Regions from separate parts of the Sus scrofa genome. Here region 2 is linked to region 1. The links are chromatin contacts, called in public Hi-C maps. All regions are on one chromosome and are shown on one strand. The core of a region is the stretch at or near the end of the contact, and the rest is flanking DNA. Distances in the headings are between cores, read along the strand shown. Region 1 holds the start of LOC100516820. Region 2 overlaps FLI1 (Friend leukemia integration 1 transcription factor).

Region 1 (6,457 bases), core at 490-2,989:
CCCAGAGGAATCCCCTCTCACCCACTCCTCACCCACACACTTTAAACTTGAGGAACTCAGACTCACATAGGCTCCCTTTAACCCATTACAATCAGTTATCTCATCTCCAGATTTTCAAGTTCCTGCTGTTGGTGCCTTTTACTTAAGTCAGCATATTTCAAACTTTCAGAGAAAAAAAAAAAAAAAACCTTAGAAAATAAAAACCACTACCCCACCCAAATGATAAAAATCTTTTGAATTCTCCAAGCCCAACATCTTAGCCTCCTCTTACTCAGCCCTGAGCAAAGACTTGATTCCTCTGGGTTCTGGGAATGGCGGGCTCTGCCAGTCCCCACCTCACCAGCCTAATAGTTTTTCCAGACCGACTCAGGCTTGGTGTCCTGGGACAGCCTCGCAGCCAACTCCTGGTCCCATTCATTCCTCTCGGTCCTCTAAGGCCAGTCACATTAGGGGGTGTCCCTCCTCTGTGCTCTTGGCCCCACTTCCCTCTTCCAGAGGCAGCAGGCAGCCAACCCTCAGGCAGAAGCCCTGAGAAGCCTGCGGTGAAAACCAGACCCTCTGGGCTGCACTTGGCAACCTGGACGCAGGCTTGAGGCGTGGGGTGAGGGTAGGGGTGGGGGCTAGGAGTCCGCCGGGCAGTAGTCGAGGCTGCCGGCTCAGAGCCGCTCTCTTTCGGAGGAGCGGCTCTGCAGGCGCAGAAGCGTCTTCGAGAGGTCGGCAGGAGACCTGCCCCGGGACTGGTGCAGCCCCGGCGCGGAGTGCAGGAGCCGGACGCGAAGAGTGGCGCGGACCGGCCGGGAAAGTGATACCCCGGCGGAGGAGTGGCGAGGCCCGGCCCATTAGTCCTGGGGAGCCGGCAGCTCCCGAGCGCCGAGAACCCGGCACCAGAAGCGCCAAGAGGAAGGGAAACTGGCCCGCACTGACATGTAAACAGGGCTTCCATCTGGAGGAACTCGCTCGCACAGACCCCTAGACACACTCACTTGCACCCAGATCCGTCTGCAACCAATCCACTTGCCCGCCCCTGGGCCCACCCTGCAGGGACTTAGGCTGTTGGCGACTGCCTTCCCGCCCCCGCCGCCTTCGGCCTCCGGGGAGAGAAAGCCGGCCGCCAAGGCGGGTGCCCAGCGCAGGGGCCCGGGTGCCTGGCTCGCAGGGTGGGAGTGGTGGCCCCGGAGGTCTCTGGCCCTTGGCTGCGATCCGCGCCGGGCTCCCGGAGTTTCACGCCGCCGCCCCCGCCCGCAGCCCCGCCGGCAGCGCGGTGGGAGGGGGCCGGCTTCCACTTTGGGACCAGGGGTGTCGGAGAGACCGCCTTGTCGGGGACCCCGGCGGGTCGCCCCCGCCTGCGAGACCCGCCACTCGAGCGCGGGAGGAAAAGCCGGGGCGCGGAAGGAAGGGAGAGTGGCCACGTCTTCCGGGACCCCGGAGCTCCGCGCCCAGCCTGCCCGCCGCCTCGCCTCCCAAGCCAGCCCCGCCGCTCCGCGCCCACTGCCCCGTCGCTTACCTTAATAGTCCCGTCCATTTGGCCAAGTCTGCAGCCGAGCCCCCCAATATTCCACACATTGACCCGGTTACAGCCTGACCTCGCAGCCCCTTCGGATTAGCCCGGCGCGGCCTCTCTGGCGCCCTGGGCCCTCCCTGCGTGCCCCCCGCGAGCGCCCTGCCCTCGCTCCCCTGTGCACGTTTGTTGTTGTAGCGGAGCGAAAAAGAGACAGTTAACCGGATGAAACTTTTTTTCAGCTAATTTTGGGAAGTGACTTCACTTTGCGAATGGGGAGGAAGTCCTATCTCTCTCTCTCTCTCTCCCTCTCTCTCTCTCTCTCTCTCTGTCTCGCGCTCTCCTCTCTCTTCTCTTCTCTCCCCTCTGGTCTCCCTCGTCTTCCCTCCCCCCCCACACCCCTTCTTCCTCCCCTCGGCTGCTCCTGCTTTTCGCATCACACACACTATATAAATATACGCGGAGATGCCCAGATACATTCATGCGCTGCGCACACAGGATACTTGCTCCCGGGAGATAAGAGCGAACTAGGAACAATGCCGGGGTCCACGCCCGGCGCCCGCGCCCTGATTCCCGAGGTCTGCAAGCCTCCCCCCATCACCTTCGCCCAAAGTCCAACACCAAACGCCTTTGGCCTCCTTCCTTTCCCCGGGGCTGTTGGCTGAAGGTGGCCCTCCTGACTCATTCACTTTCCGTTTCTTCCCACAGATACGTTCATTAATGCTTTTTCCAGCCGGAGACAAATTTTGGGGGGGGGGGGGAGTGCAGAAGAGTTTACTCGGGCTGGGGATAACCTGGAGCTTACTGCCCTGGAAGACCTGGACGCAAACCGAAGCAGACCAACCATTAAAAAGTGCATCCAATGGACATTCTTCCACTCGGGCCCTCGACTGCGGAGTCGCGCAAACTCCTGGAGCGGCTCACGCAACTACGCGGGCTCCTGCGGTTTCGGACGGACCTCGGCCGTCGGGGGCGGGGACTCGGCTCCCAGCGCGGTTAGCGAAGGGACGCCCTCGGGGCGGTGCGCCTCGGTCCCTCAGCTACTGGAGAGCTCCCGGCTCCGGGATCCGCGGCACCCCAGGCCACTTATCCGCGCCATCTAGGGTCAAACCCCTCGCGCATACCCCGACCCAAGGGCCCAAACCCTTGCGCCCGGGCGCCCGGGCCAGTGCTGCCTATGCAGTGCCACCTTTGGCCCCAAGAAACCTACGGTACAGCGAGACGATCCCTCCAGGCTGTCCGGCAGGTCTCCAGAACACAGCTTGCAACATCCCCGCACCGACCCAGACCTCTCCCAGGTGAGACCCCCGGGCCTGCGCTCCAGACCATCATCCCCACCGCGCCACGGAGGCCAAGGTCCCCACCGCCCGCCTTTTCAGTCCCCGCCACCCAGAGACCTCCCCGGTCCTCCTGCAGTGCCGCCGCCCGCTCCGTGTGGGGCAGCCTCAGGAGTCCCGGCGCAGAGGGAGGACCGCCAGGCGCTCTCGGGCTGACTCCCTTGTCCCCAACCTCCGAAACAGGTTACCTTGTTCACGCTCTTTCCAGACCACGCTTTGGACTTTTTCACTTTTATTTAAGAGTCCACTCGGGGAAGAAGGGGGAAAAAAATCCAGAGAAGATCCGAGTCAATTGAAAAAAAAAAATTCAAAAGGGTGTCGGCCAAAAAAAAAAAAAAAAGTGACATTAATTCTTTATTTCTTCAGCAGCAATTGAGCCCCAGAGAGCTCGCTGGCCTCCCTCCCTCCCTCCTCCCGCCCCCCTCTCGAAATTAGTCTCATCAATTCAGCTCCAATTTTGGGTTCGAATACAGACACGGGGCTGAACGTGACCAGACCTGGAGTGGCGGGTGCAGCCTGCCAGCAATTGAGACTCGGTGTGTGTACGGGGGAGTGGGGTGGGGGGATGGGGTGGGATGGGGGCCGAGCCGGCCCCCCCACCTCCTGTCTGCTTCTCAATCCAGGGGTCTGCTCGGGGGCTCCCCTGGGACCGCCACATCTGGTTACCGCTAGCGGGGTCAGTCCCCCCCTTTGCCTGGGGCCACCAGTTCTGGAGTTCAATTAAAAGAAATCAGGCTTAACCCTTTCCTCCCCTCAGCCTGCCTCCCTCGCCCTCTCACTCTTCCCTTCAGCGTTTCCACATGCTTTCCAGAGAGGAAAGAGGTTAAAGGGAAAGGAAGAATGAATTACATCCTTTCAAACCCCAAATTGTTTCCTTTTCAGCCCAGACTCTGTCGACCTTCAAATGACAACAAGGCTTTCAGGAGGGAGCAGGGAGACTGCTTCCCACCAGGACCTGACCAGAAACCCGGCACCCTCAGCCTCATTCTCCCTCTTTCAGGCAGAAAGACCGCCAATCTACCACAGGAGGCCCCCTTCTCGGTGCTGGGCAAACACTGAGGTCATTAATGGCCACCCCAGGCCAGGCAGTGGCTCCCCCTTCTAGGGCTTGTGAAGGCACCTCTGTGGCAAAACATTGGCCAGTCTTCTCTTTCCAACTCCTCTTCTGCCTGGCAACTACCTGCCTTCACTGCTCTGATCACCCCAACGTCCCTAGCATCCCTGCCTCTCTTCTTGGGAGAACTCCATGTGGAACTAAATTAAAATGAGGACTTGTCCTCCTGTTTGAACTGTGGGACTCATGAGCACTTTCTGTTTCTGCCTTAAAACCAAAGCAATTGTGTAATTTGGAAGTTGGGGGTGGGGTGGGGAGAGGCTGTCATTGGCATAGCTGTCACCCCTTAGTGACTCTGACTGGCATTGGTGCCTTAGCTTTTGGTATTTACCAGCCCTTCCATGAGAAGCCCCTGTCCATTCACAGAGACCTCCACCCAGAAAGAAAAGCCCCCCCCCCAATTCTGAACAGCCCCCTGAAGGAACCTGAGATCCCCTGCAACTCGTGTTGACATGGCAGTGGGCAGGTCTGCCCACTTATGTAACTCTGGTTTTGATGCCCTACTCCACGGCTGCTGCTGCTTTTTTAAATCCCGAAGGGGGAAAAAGTCCTAACCAAACACAACAGTAAACAAGTCTGCCCTGTTTAATGTGGTTACCACCAGACATCTGGAAAGATGGTTTGATCCTGGCAGCTCACATTGTTTTCACGAGCCGCCAAAGAGAATATTTCGAATGTTTGCATTGAGACAAATTGATAGAGAGCCTGTGGTGAGACGGCTACAGATGAAAACTGTCTTGGAGTTGGGAAGGGGGGAAGCCTTCCTCCTCTCTCCCCTCTCCCTCCCCTTCTCTCCTCTCACCCCTCTCCCCCTTCCCCTTTCTCCTCCCCCTCCTCGCTGGTCACTTGGCCCAGCTAAGGGCTGGTTACCCCAGCCCACACACTAGCTCACACCCTCTTTCCTGGCTCACCAGAGAATGTCCTGCTTCTCTCTTTCCCAGACTAGGCAGGGCTGGTGCCCAGGAGCTGGTGCCACCGGCTACCATCCTCCCCACTCCACTAGCCCCGGCTATTATCAAGAGTGTTGGGGAAGGAAGCTTACAGCCAAGGGAGCTGGGCTAGCATTTAAAACAAAAGCTATCAACTTGGGGGGGTGAGGGGGGAGACCAACCAAACAGCCCACCACACCTTTCTAAGTCTCAGGTCACTTGTTAAAAGCAGGCCCACGGGAGCAAATATTCTGGAAACCTTTGGACTTGGAGCATTTTCATTGCAACTGCGGTGGGATGACTTGCCTTGAACCATCGGCACTTGACAATATTTTCAAAGATGCGGAAGTCCTGCTTCCCCTGGGAGGGGAGCGGCGGGGTGAAACGTGTCTTGGCTGGCTCAATGTCAGCCCTTTTGACCCGGTCAAGACTTTCCAGACGCAGCTTCCCGGGCTTCTTTGGTCCCAGCCCTGGGTTGGGGGTGGGAGGACGCGACAAAGGGAGCCTGGTCCCTGGGGTGCCTCCAGACCCCAGGACGGCCAGTCACTTGAAACCCCGAAAGATGCCAGGCTTGGCAAAGCTTCTCGGGCGGATCCTTCTCCCTTAGTCCTCCCTCCTCCCGCCCCTCGCGTCCAGCGGCCGCCGCGGGTATTCGAGCTGGCAAGGGGGTGGGGGAGGGGGCGCGGGGGAGGGATGGGCAGGCGAGCGCCAAAACTCCAGACTGCACAACTGCAGCTTCAAGTGTCTGGCCCCTCGCTCGAGGCCATAATTAATTTGAGATTTATTTTTATTGGAGAACTCGAGTCTCGTCTGACCTTAGCCAAACAAGGCAGCTCGAGCCGCCCCTGGATGCGCTTGAATGCCGGGGAATATTTCTGCAGGAAGGCTCTGCAGGCGCGCCTGCTTTGAATTTGTTTCTCAGACTTCATCTACTCACAGATTGAAGGAAGATTTAGAGCCTCTGCTCGCCCTGCCCGCTCCCCACGCTCGTTCTTGCCTTAGCGCCAAGAGGGTTCAAAACGCTACGTGGGAGGCCGCGGCGGCGGGAGGGCCCGGGAGGGGGAGGGTCTCTGCGCCCCGAGCCCGTGGCGCTCAGGGGCCGGGTCCCCAGACCACGCGGCGTCGAGGAGGAAATCCCAAGGGAGTCGGAGGCAGACCAGAGAGCTCAGGCTGACAAGAGGTGGAGACCAGCCAGGTGCCGGGACCCTCACCCAGTGGCGGCGCCTAGGTTGGTGGGGGGGGGGGGGTTGGGGGAAGGGAGAATTCAGCCGCTCCAATCTCCAGCCGCCCTGCCTCCCAGCCGCCCCAAACGGCGTTTAAAGTACAGACCTGCGTCCTTGAAACGACGTTTCAGGACCTGCCGGCCAGATGCTGCCCCTGGGCCCTGTCGCTGTGAACATTCTGGGCCACCAGCCTCTCTTCGTCTGGTGGGGGGTGTCTCCCCCAGAATGCAGCGTGGGCTGAACCAGCAGGCTGGCTGGTAGGGGAGCGAGAACAAGGAGTCTGGGAGACTGCAAAGAGGGCAAGTGGAGGACCCTGCCAGTCTCGAGTGGAGCAGCGAAGGGCCTTCAGGGACGTG
Region 2 (6,170 bases), core at 2,373-4,872, 94 kb before region 1:
TTAGAATTGGTCATGCTTGGGGCCTAAACATCAATATTTTGAAACATTTTTAATTTTCACTTTTGCAGTATGTTTCAGTTATAAATATATATATTACGTATATGTGTGTGTGTATGTTGTATGTACTTTCATATTTTCCATTATAGGTTTTTATAAGATATTGAATGTTGTTCCCTGTTATACAGTAAATCCTTGTTGCTTATCTATTTTATATATAGTGATGCATATCTGCTAATCCTATACTCCTAATTTCTCCCTCTTTCTTTCCCCTCTGGTAACCATCAGTTTGCTTTCTATGTCTGTGAATCTATTTCTGCTTTGTAAATAAATTCATTTGTATCTTTTTGATTCCACATATAAGTGAAATTATATAATATTTGTCTTTCTCTGTCTGATTTACTTCACTTAGTGTGATAATCTCTAGGTTCATCCATGCTGGTGCAAATGTCATCATTTCATTCTTTTTTATGGCTGAGTAGTATTCCATTGCATACATATTTTTTTTATCCATTTATCTCTTGATGCACACTGAGGTTGCTTTCATGCCTTGGTACTGTAAATAATGCTGTTATGAACATTGAGGTACCTGTGTCTTTTTGAATTAGAGTTTTCATTTTTTCTGGATATATGCCCAGGAGTGGGATTGCTGGATAATATGGAAACTTTGTTTTTAGTTTTTTTTTTTTTAAGGAACCTCCAAAATGTTCCCCATAGTGGCTGCATCAATTTACATTCCCACCAGCAATGTAGGAGGGTTCCCTTTTCTCCACATCCTCTCCAACAGTTATTATTTGAAGGTTTTTTGATGATGGCCTTTCTGACTGGTGTGAGGTGCTACCTCACTGTAGTTTTGATTTGCATTTCTCTACTAACTAGTGATGCTGAGCATCTTTTTATGTGCTTTTGCAATTTTTATTGGGGGTAAAACACACATTCATAGACTTGACCATTTTGACAATCTTTCGATGTATATTTCAGGGTCATTAAGTACATTCATGTAGTACGGTTATCACCATCAGAACTCTTTCATCTTCCCAAACTGAAACTCTGTGCCCACTGAACAATAACTCCCCATTCCTCCCTCCATCCAGCCCCTGGCAACCATCATTCCACTTTTCTGATCTTCAGGAATATGCCCACTTAAGATATTTCTTATGAATGGAGTCATACAATGTTTGTCCTAGGGCAGCAGTATTTTTAAAAATTTTTATGGCCATGCTGCAGCATATGGAAGTTCCTGGGCCAGGATGCGATTGAATCTGAGCCACAGCTGCAGCAACAACAGATCCTTTAACCCACTGCACCAGCTCGGGGAATGGACCTGCACTGTAGCAGCAACCCGAACCCCTACAGTAGGGTCTTTAACCCACTGTGCCACAGCGGGAACTCCATGGACCATCAGTATTTTAAAAAAACTGTCCAGTTCATTCTCTGTGCAGACTAGGGTGTGGTGCCAAGCAGGGGTTACGTATGAATTCATCTTTGGGAAGGGAGGAGAGTGAAGTGATGTGCGTGGAGATAATAGCGGGAAATTACAGACAGAAAAAAATCATGGAGAAAATTCAAATCTCTGCCATTTCAGTGAGGTATTGTTTTCATGAAAAGCCAGCTAGAAGGGAAAAGCTGTGTTTGTCAGGGGGACTATTTCAAGCACGGGATTTTGAATCCTATAACCTGCATTTGAATCCTTGCTCTGCTGTTGAATAGCCATGTGCCCCTTAGTGAGCCACTGAACAGTCCTGAACCTTACTTTCTCTGTCTGTAAAATGGAGCTAATTCAACCTACGCCCTCACCCCTATCTGAAGGATGTTACCAGGCTAAAAAGCAGAGGCAAAGCTTGTGAAGGTGACTGAGATATTGCAGAATCCTACACAGATGACAGTGGTGGCTGCTATTACACATGGGTAACAACTGCTTCCAGCCTAAATTATTTTTCTTAAGTGCATTAGCCTTGGTAACAGGTAGAGGTGGCTGGGTCCCATATGTGACCGTAGAATATTTACTTCAAAAATGCTTAAAGTGGAGTTTCTGTCCTGGCTCAGTGGTAACAAACCTGACGAGTATCCATGAGGATGCAGGTTTGATCCCTGGCCTTGCGTGGTGGATTAAGGATCTGGCGTTGCCATGAACAGTGGTGTAGATCACAGACAAGGCTTGGATCTGGCCCTGTGGAGGCTGTGGTGTAGGCTGGCAGTTGCGGCTCCGGTTCAACCCCCTAGCCTGGGAACTTCTGTATGCAGTGGGTGCGGCCGTTAAAAAAAAATGCTTAAAGACTTACACATTTATTTTTTAAAATCTAGTCTTACTTCCTGGGTGCCAATAACCCTCAGACAGGGAGTGCAATCGTTTTCAAGAGAGAAGCTGGAAGGGTGGTTATGTCACTTTAAAATAAAAAGACTTTCGCATTCGATAAATGCATTGAAGAAGCCTTCATAGAAGCATTCACATTCTCAACTTCTTTCCTTTGTGCCCATGTCAGCACCTGTCCTTTGTGACACACAGACACACACACAGACACACACACAGCTCTGGTGCTCTTGATGAACTCTGGGTTTGTTTGGGGCTGTGTGTGTGCCTTATTCAAACAAGATAGAGCTAAGGTTGCAGGATGTCTCCTCTTTATTCTTCCATTTAATATTTTAAGAACTAAAGACAGCTATTAGAGAAAAGCAGAAGAGAGGTAGGGAGGAGGGTGAAAGGGAGGGAGAGAGAGCCAGGCTAGCTTTGTCTTGCTAATGTACTTTGTTTTGTGGATGATGGGCCTTTAGACAGATTCAGACCACCTCACGAGGGGGGAGGCGACAGAGCAGCAAGACAGCTCAAGTGGAAAGCTTTATTGTGGACAAAAGATGCACCTGCAAGGCGCAGACTTAACCGTCTCTAGAGGCCAGGGCCGATGCTGGGAGATAAATGCCAGGCACCACCTGATGGAGGGCCTGGCAGCAGGCTTGCCTGGATCCTGCCGTTCATTCCTTTCTGAAGAGGGGCGGCCACCCACGTGTGCAAGCGGCTCCCGCAAAAGCCCCAAAGAGCCCGGGATGGGGGCGGGGGCGGCGGCATTACAAACGCACAAAAGGACCCGGGGAAGGAAGAGCAGCGGGCAGGTAGAGGAGAGGCTGAAAGCTAGGACCCCTGGAGGAGAAATGAGTCTTTAAGCAGCGCCGTACAAGCCAGACAAACTTGCTTCTCAATGAAGATCTGTATTGTAAGTCCAGTATCAGATAGTCTCTCCTTGGCTCTGCTCCAGCGTCTCACTGGTTAATCCCGGCGCTGTCAGCGGGCCTCAGCCGGCAGACCGGCAGGAGCTCTTTGGGATCTCCCGCTGGCCTTCCTCCCTCCCCTCCTCCCTCCTTTCCTTTCCTTCTTCCCCGTCTCCCTCCTCCCAAGATGTGGAACCCTATCTGCAGATGAAACGGAGTTTAGTAAGTAAACCAGATCAGCGCAGAGGCTCCCTGAAGCTCTTCCTTAGAAGCCAAGAGCTGAAGGTCAGGGGCAAGTCTGACTGGCTTAGTTCGGCCTCTTTATTTGACAGGAAACTGAGGTTCGGGGTAAGAAGTGATTTCCCCCAAGTAAACCAAAGGTGCTCCAACCTCCAGTTTAATGTGTTTGTCACTCTTAACACATTTTCTCTCTTACGGATGTTTGCATCATCATGGTAAGTAGGTCACCAAATAAAAAAAGGTTTGGACTGTAGAATGAGTCAATACAAGGATCGTTTTTTTTTTTTTTTTTTTTTTTTTTAAAATGGCCAAAGCCAATAACTCTGAGTTCGAAACGAAAACAGTAGCACAAATAGGACTGCCCCTGCGTGGGGTAGGGGTGAAGGAAGTCACAAAAAACCAGGAAAGTTTAGAAGCAGATTCTTTACGTTGAATATTACCTCCACGGAATTGTCTGGCCGTCATCTGGTTATAAACTGTTAACAGGAAACAGGAAGTCTTATATACCAAAGGTGTGAACTTGGTCAGGACACCTAGGCTCAATGGGTCTCTGTTTCCTCCATAATCCACAACGATTTTGAACCAAATGGTTCCCCTAGAAGAACTTTACGTTCCTCTAAAATATTATGCTGGGCTAATAACTCCATTCAACCATACCAAAACCTTCTGCCTTCACTCATTCTAAATGTCACATGTGCATTAAAGAAAAAGGATCAAAGGAGAGCCAAGAGCGACAGTCATACTCCTATTCATCCTTCAAACCCCCACTCAAAATGCCCCTCCTCTAGAAAATTTTTCTTTTGCCTTGGGCAGATTTTTTTCGCTCATGTTTTCTCTCCCTTGAGCCAGGTACCATGAATTACTCACTTGTTTAAATGCCTAGAACCTAAACGTCCAGAGCAGGAAATCTCCACAATGTTGATTCATAAATAAGGATGCTGCGAAAGGCTATTTGTCATGTTTGCTAACGTCCTCACTAGTGAAAACTATTTGCTGAGACCATTTTCTTTCTCTCAACCAAACCAAATCCCCAAATCACCATTTTGAAAGATGAATTGGTATGCCTTAAACTTCTTATCCAAAAACCCCAGAAGATGTGGCATTGCAAAAATCTTTGAAATCTTCATTTTATTTCTCTCATTAGAGAAAGCCCCCACCTTTCAGCTTTAAAAGCAAGTAGCATCTGCTTCCTTCCAAGAGCAACATGCTTGGAGTTCTTGTCGTGGCATAGCGGAAATGAATCTGACTCGGATCCACGAGGACGCAGGTTCGATCCCTGGCCTCAGTCAGTGGGTTAAGGATCCCGCGTTGCCGTGAGCTGTGGTGTAGGTTGCAGATGTGGCTCAGATCTGGCCTTGCTGTGGCTGTGGCATAGGCCAGTGGCTGCAGCTCCAATTCCGCCCCTAGCCTGGGAACCTCCATGTGCAGCGGATGCAGACCCAAAAAGACAAAAAAAAAAAAAAAAAAAAGCAATGTGCTTTCTCTCATGGACTACAACCTCAAGGCCTGTCTTTATAATGTTATTACAAGATATTTTACAGCCTTGTTGTGTTTTTTTGCAACTAGCAAGCGGTGCAAGGGGCTATCAGCTTAGGCGTCTAGAAAAGCTGAGTGGACAAGAGAGTTGGGGCATACACCTGAGGTTTCCCGCTCCTGTCTTAACATCATGGACTGTGCCAGACTGGTACCGGGGACAATTCTGAGTCCCTCGAGAACAGACTCACCTTCTTTGACATTCAGCCGTGGGGATGGGTCCGTGTGGGAGGTTGTGTTATAGGCCAACAGTGAACCTGAAAAGGAAGCAAAACGTCGGGTTATAACCAAGACACTTTCCTGGGATCAAGATTTGGTGATGGGATGAGAAGAGAGGAGACAGGGAGAAGGATGGAGGGCAGGATGTCTCTTTGAGAGAAAAAAGAAAACATTAATTTCACCCATGTTGGGGGGGCCGATCACGCTGGACTGTATCAGTTTCCTGGGGTTGGGATTCGTGGAAAGTGGGACAGGATGCTTGCAGGGGGGTGGGAGACACATGAGCCCTCCTGGCAGCCTTGATGAAGTCTCTGGAGTTCTCAGGTCCACACTATGTCATGGCCAGAACACAGGGCTGGGAACTGCACCCCGGTCCTGCGAGCGACTCCACGGGTGACCGTGGGGGAAGGACTTTACATGTCTGGACCTTGATTTCGTCATCAGAAAAATGAAGGGGTTGAACTACAAGCGGGGTTGGCAAACTTTTTGCAAAGACCAGATAGTAAATATTTTCGTCTTTTGCAGGCTAAAGACAGCCTCTGTGGCACATTCCTCTTTGTTTTTGTTTTCTTTTGTTTTGCCCAAGGGCCAGCGTTGGCCAGATTTGGCCTGCAGCCTGCACTGCCCCACCCTGGGGGGAAAGCCCCTCCGTTTCTTTTTGCTCTGGTGCCTTTGGGTTTACAGGTGGCCAAGGTGCTTGCATAGTCACCGTTGGTGGCGGGGATGTTGGGAGCTGGGACGGGGGATGGGGTAGCCGTGCTCCATCTGAAGAGGAACTTTTGTCTCTCTTGACGCATCTGGGAGAGACTATGAGTAAACATAACGCACTGAATTTTATGTCATCACGGAGGGCTGGTAGACAATCTTGTAGAATTAAATGTTACACAGAAGCACTTCAGTAGCGGGCACTAGTCTGGGCATTTTCTAATTTGTTGTTGCTGCATGTAAAACAAAATAAAAAGCAAACAAACAAAAAA

Evidence for each region. A called contact is a pair of places that touch in the nucleus more often than the background predicts.
Region 2: a contact with region 1 is called in a Hi-C map of blood, with 6 times the contacts expected there. The contact joins the enhancer-like site here to the promoter of LOC100516820 in region 1. A contact is called at or near these places in 1 of 5 promoter capture datasets (fetal skeletal muscle), 7 of 47 Hi-C or Micro-C datasets (alveolar macrophages, blood, embryonic fibroblasts and 2 more) and 1 of 2 datasets of contacts at active chromatin or transcription factors (alveolar macrophages).

The regions. Positions count from the first base shown.
Region 1 is chr9:55,616,869-55,623,325 of Sscrofa11.1, reverse strand. LOC100516820 reads left to right here and starts at 1,739. Exons shown (of 3, transcript XM_003130072.5): 1 at 1,739-2,076; 2 at 2,207-2,796; 3 at 3,718-4,129. The coding sequence starts at 1,771. The coding sequence ends at 3,940. The region is part of intron 2 of FLI1 (Friend leukemia integration 1 transcription factor); the gene reads right to left.
Region 2 is chr9:55,713,298-55,719,467 of Sscrofa11.1, reverse strand. FLI1 (Friend leukemia integration 1 transcription factor) reads right to left here. Exons shown (of 10, transcript XM_021063122.1): 6 at 5,166-5,231. Among named protein-coding and RNA genes, the nearest start is that of KCNJ1, 96 kb to the left of the region's middle. Within about 2 kb of position 3,622, at least 6 of the 83 cell types and tissues checked have an H3K27ac peak or open chromatin away from gene starts, as enhancers often do.